Linked DNA regions of Triticum aestivum: region 2 is linked to region 1. The links are chromatin contacts, called in public Hi-C maps. All regions are on one chromosome and are shown on one strand. The core of a region is the stretch at or near the end of the contact, and the rest is flanking DNA. Distances in the headings are between cores, read along the strand shown. Region 1 has its middle 15 kb from the start of LOC123058693. Region 2 has its middle 15 kb from the start of LOC543407.

Evidence for each region. A called contact is a pair of places that touch in the nucleus more often than the background predicts.
Region 2: a contact with region 1 is called in a Hi-C map of root, with 9 times the contacts expected there. The contact joins two enhancer-like sites. A contact is called at or near these places in 4 of 5 Hi-C or Micro-C datasets (leaf, root and an unstated tissue).

What each region holds. Positions count from the first base shown.
Region 1 is chr3A:576,292,692-576,295,594 of IWGSC CS RefSeq v2.1, reverse strand. No RefSeq gene overlaps it. Among protein-coding and RNA genes, the nearest start is that of LOC123058693, 15 kb to the right of the region's middle. Within about 2 kb of position 1,389, at least 1 of the 8 cell types and tissues checked has an H3K27ac peak or open chromatin away from gene starts, as enhancers often do.
Region 2 is chr3A:576,597,916-576,600,818 of IWGSC CS RefSeq v2.1, reverse strand. No RefSeq gene overlaps it. Among protein-coding and RNA genes, the nearest start is that of LOC543407, 15 kb to the left of the region's middle. Within about 2 kb of position 1,413, at least 1 of the 8 cell types and tissues checked has an H3K27ac peak or open chromatin away from gene starts, as enhancers often do.

The DNA of each region.
Region 1 (2,903 bases), core at 140-2,639:
AGGCGACGCCGCCGCCTTCGGTGGACGCGACGATTCTCGTCGGTGAAAAGTCGCGGGAGAGGCGCGAGATCCTGCGCCCGCTGGCTCAACACGTCGGGAAAATTCATCTCCCGACAAGGCCTCAGGAGGCGCCACGCCGCCGCGTCATGCGCGCGGGCCACCTCCTCTGCGGTGTTGAAGGTGCCGAGGATGAGGCCTTTCTCGCCAAACCAGATCTTGGAGGAGAAGGCGCCGGAGCGGCGCTCGCGGACTCCGCGAAAACCCGAAGCGCCGGAGCGGCGCTCGCAAATTCCGCGGAAATCCAAAGCGCCCAGGCAGCGCATCGACATGGTGGCGCAAAGGGCGGCGAGGCTTAGTGAGAGGGGGCGAGACGAGTGGGCGACGGACAGAGTGTGAAGGGAACGCCTTCTTATAATGAGCGCCGGCCGTGGCGCGCCAAAACCAGCGCGCACTAGACAGATTTCCCCCCACGCGCGGACCTTTCCCGCGCGCTGGAACGCCAAAACCAGGGCGACAACATGACCACTGGCATAATCTAAAACACGCACGGTCATGAAATGAGTCGGTGCGTTAGACACACTGTCGATTCAAATTTAAAAATGGACGGACGGCCGACCTAAACAGACAAGAAATGAACACAAGTATTGTCCGTTTAAGTCGGTCAGTTGAAGTTGCTCTTACGACCAACGTTAGCTAGTGGGCGGCAGTGACGCGGGGAGGCAGCGGATATTGGCAATGGATGTGTCAGTACCACCTGTCTCCACCGACGCTCGCAGCTCAGTAAGTGTTACTCGTACACGGCGTGAAGAAATCCTCCCGCAGATGACCTAGCCGACATTGTTTTTGGCGTTTCGCAAATCCCCGGTCACGTGAACTGGTGCGGTGGACGCCGTGCTTGCCATTTCGCCAGGCCGCTCCTACTTCCTTGGCTGTGCGGCGTAATCACGACTGTGCGGTGCGGTGGTTACACGCGCACCATGACGGGACCTCAATGGCTGGCGGCCCTGGCCTGTGCTATCGAGTAGCGGACTACCTACTCCTCGTCCAAGTCCACGACCTGGCCGTGGCCGGAGGATTTTATACTTCATAGTAGTATGTTGCAATGGATTTTCTCACTGATTTGTTGTGGCCGGGTCAGTTGCATACAAAACATTATTTTGGATGGATGGGTTCAAAACATTTCAACATTTTAGGGCTCATTTGATTCAAAGGAATTCAATAAGTTTTTTGGAGGATTGAAATCCTTTGGAAATTTTCCAACATTTGTCCTTTGATTCATAGGATTGAATCTCATAGGAATTTTTCTAATGAAATCTTTTATACTACATTTTATAAGAAATCTAACATCCACTCCAACCTTTTTTTACAATTCCTTTACTTTTCCCGTGAAATCAAACACTGCTAACTAATCCTATAGGATTCAAGTGCGCATGACACTTCAATCCTATACTTTTCCTATTCCCGTGTTTTCAAAATCCTGCGAATCAAAGAGGCCCTTAGCACATTTTCAACAGATTAGGAGGAAAACATGTTTTGAGGATGTTGCATATATAGGATAAAACAAGACACATAATTCTCTCTCTTTTTTTAGAACAAGACACATAACTTTAGTTGTTGTTGTTGCAATGGTGTGGCGAAGTAGAATCAATCCTTGAGGCAAATCAGATGCACATGAGGCGGCTGATCGGGCCCTGCCTCCACTAGACCAACAACTAGCCCAAGCCATGAGAGATTTGTTCGCAAATGTATTTCATATAAGAATCAAATACCACAATTATCAAATCTAACCGGATTTTTTCCACAGGAACTCCAGGAATTCACGGAACCGGACGTTGTACAGAAAACAACAAGTTTATCAACCACACAGCATGGTTTATGTGCACTTCCCAAATACCCAATGTTGCCAAATCATGAGCTGGTTTGTTAAGAGTCACACACTATGTTGTCTCAACGTAGCCGGTTGCTTCCTCTCTGCTAGAAATTTGTTGGACCCCAAGTGTGAGGGTATGTAGCAAGCATCAATTTTCCTTAAATGACCTTATGGTTTATCAAACCAACAAGAGCTAAGCATCACAACCAATGATTAATACCTTCACACACAAATGTAAACTTCTTTGTGTCCTGAGCAGAACTAGTGAGGTTGTCAGTCTCACTAGCATTACTAGTTACAAAGGAATAAAATGGCAGTGGAAACAAAAAAAGGCTTTGGCCTTGTTGACAAGTTGACGAGAATGTAAAATCAAGAAATTTAAAGAGAGTTGACTAAGATTAAAAGCATTATGGAAGAAAATGGACCGGGGTCCATAGGTTCACTAGATGCCTCTCTCAAAAGGAAAATATGGTGTGATAAACAAACATAGTTGGGTAACGATTAACTTATTATATTTTTTATGAGTATGAATATTCATGGCATAATTAACGTATGAACATCACGTCTGTAAATCTATAAATCGTTATCCAACTATCTCCATCCAAAACCGCAATTCAGCCTGCATCTTAAAAGTACTAAGTAAAAGTGGAGTATTGCAATGAGTATGATGACATGAAATAGATGATATATTGTCTTCATCCTGTGTTCAAAGGACAACTACACAACCATCTTTTTTATCCCAGAGCAGCAACAACACAAATACAAGCCTTTTCCACTTTCTGTCACTGGGGTAGCTTACTTGCACGGTTGAACCCAATTATCATACACAACTTCCTCTGAAGATCAAGCCCCAAACTGGGCCAAAGAAGGAGAGAATGGATTGGAGAACCTATATAAATAAGAATTATACAACAAATATATCAAATATATCTCAAAAAGTTTCATGAATAAGTTTGATCAAAAAGTGACAATTCATCATATCCAACAAACACAACATCAGATTACATCAGATGGATCACAATCATGTAGATAG
Region 2 (2,903 bases), core at 164-2,663, 310 kb before region 1:
CATTGACATAACATGAATGTATATTGTCACAAAAATTTAGATCAATATTCAAAACATAGCTCGAGATACAAAAAGGACAAATTTGACATTGAATAGTACATAACACAAGTTGGGCTTGAGTTTTGGCCCATTAGCACATCGAAGTTGAATTTGTCATTTTTGTATCTTGACCATTGTTTTGATTTTTTATTTGAATGTTTGTGACAAGATACATTGAAGTTGTATCGATACATTAATTTTTTCCAGATTTTTTTTAACAATTTTAATTGTGCAACATGGTCCGGTGCACCGCTAGCAGCAATTGCCTTGGTGCACCAGATACGTTCCCATTGGCGCGCACATCCGACAGCCCTTAGGCCGAACGCCCGAGCTGGCGACAACGATGCAAACTTGCAAAGACGCGGAAATAACTTTTCACCATGCCGACGGTTACAATTATATCTAAAAAAAAAATATGTCCATGGTTACTGCCAGTCGAATCGAGCAGAACTTGACTAATCACTAGCTGCACGGCGACTGCACGTCTCACTCGTAGGTGCTCCCGAGCCGAAGAATGACTCGCAAAAACCTAAGTAAGTTTTAACATAGCTCGTCGTCCAGTGTGATGTTAGTTACACGACCTTAGCTCGCCCATAAGAAAAGATCATTTTCTTTACCGTTCTGATGTCCCTTTCTGGGCCCAAATTTCGTGTTGCCTTTCTCGGAAGGGAAGTACGTATGCACTAGGGGGTCGCTCATTTTGCCCTTATTATCTCAGGGTCTGCCCCAAAAGCCCGGCAACTGTTGAAATGATGAATCCAAACTTTTCTCCGGCCAACCACTTGACACAGCCCCCCTCCCTTGTTAGCACACCAAAACTCGTTGTACAGTACATGATGATGGCTAGGAAAAGTCATGCAGCTTCAGATGGCCGTCCCTTATCCACCATAGGGAGGACCCTGCCCACCGGAAGATATAATTTTGCTTAATCTAGTTTCTAAAGAAATATCTTAATCATCAGCTGGAGTAAGAAATAACAATGCCCTGTCTTGGTAATCTGCCCCCGTCAATTTCCCTCCGTTGCACGTTTATGAAAGAAGACAACGCTGTCCCAACAACAGAAGACCAAACAAAATCTACTTGAATTGACACTGCCGAACCAAACCAAACCGCGCACATTATCCATCCACGGACCGGAGGTACGCGTATCAGTCAAAGTGAGAGAACAGCCTAATCAAGGAAATTCATCACGGTGACAGGATCGATGAGCCAGGACCCAGGAGGAACCGCTGCTGTAAAGAGGCGCGCGGTTCACATGGGACGGGAGATTCGAATATGCCAGCGAAGGAGCTGTACCCTGCCCGATCAGATCGCCTTTGCCAACTTCACCGACCGCCGACCGGTCTCCAGTCCACACCAATGCACCAGCAAACACTCTGCGCAAGTAGTAGGCCCCCGACCTCGTCACCCCCCCTGGAGTGCTTGACCTGGGCGTTTCGCCGGTCGAGCTCGAGCCATGCCGAAGCGGCCTCCTTTTTCCGCACAGGGACATGGCACCTCCCCCAACATTTTTCTGCCTTTTCCTCCCCATCGTCCACTCACAAGTTCGGTTGGGTTTGGCGAAAGAGATCGGTCATCGGTGGACTGGTGAAGTCGAGGTGCACGCTTTGGATGGGAGAAGGGTTCCTGTCCGGGTTCGGTGCCACGCCACAACTTTAGGTCTATCCAGAAGGTCATTGTGGACGCTACTCTGAACAGAGATAATCCCAAGAATTTGTCTTGAAGGCTTCTGCTCCAGCGTGCACTGCACTGCTACACTGCTGCTGCATCACCTTCCCAAGAAGCACGGTCCATAGTATACCATGATTTTTTTATGGGCCCATCGTCACAATTGCTTGCACTAACTTGGCCGCTGAGTGTGTATCTATTTTTCTCTCTCATTCGACGATGGATTTATACGAACGATACAAGCCATCTCGAAAAACAAGGAAATTGTAATAATGTTCTCTGATAGCCAACCAAACTTAATCTCCAGTACGAGCCGAAGGCAGGCTGTAGTTGCCGCTCCATCCTCGAAGCCGGCCTGATCATGTATCCTGCGGTGCGGAAGTCGTCGTGCTTCCAGCTGCACCGACGTGCTAGAGAAGGACCCGCCATCGTAGAAGCCATATGTAGATAGAAAACCCTAAAGCTGAACCATCTCCTGAATAAAACTTGTGAGAGCTTCACAACAACGGGAAGAAGGCACCGTTGCAACAGAGAATGAGCATGGACCACCCGGGGGGCAAAAGTAGGCCCTCACCTCATCGCCGCCGCAAAAACGGGGGGGATCACCCCGATCCCCATGGGTCGATCTTCTATCGTAGCGACTAGTTGCCTGCAACACCACCACGCAATTAATAGGAAGAAGATGACTATTACTGTCACCAACACAAAGATGCATGAAGCGCCAGTCCAGATCCAAAGGACTTGAGCAGGCATAGACACCGCTTCCAAGATTCAACACCGAAAGCCGAGAGAACCATTGCTTGTGGGAAAGATATGGAGAAAATATATTTGCCACCGTCATCGCCACCACATAAGTCGAAATCATGAACAACTGAAGACCTAATTAAGACACTAAACTGCTAGACACGTGCAAAAGTAAAGTCCCGGCGTTTCCCTCCCTCCAGCCAGCGAGGGAACCCCGCTAGCATGTAGTTTAGGCTGTCGGTTCCTTGCGGTGGCGGCGGCTACGTCATGAGTCGAAAGAAAAATTGATTGGGTGTGGATAACACTATTTTTTTCTTTATCCCCTACTTTTTTTTAACATAGTACAATCGCAGATCGCCACATAAACGCACATACGCTTACCTCTATGAACGTAAGCACACACACCTTAGCATTATGAGCACCTTTGAAATACTACTACCTCCGTCTCGGTG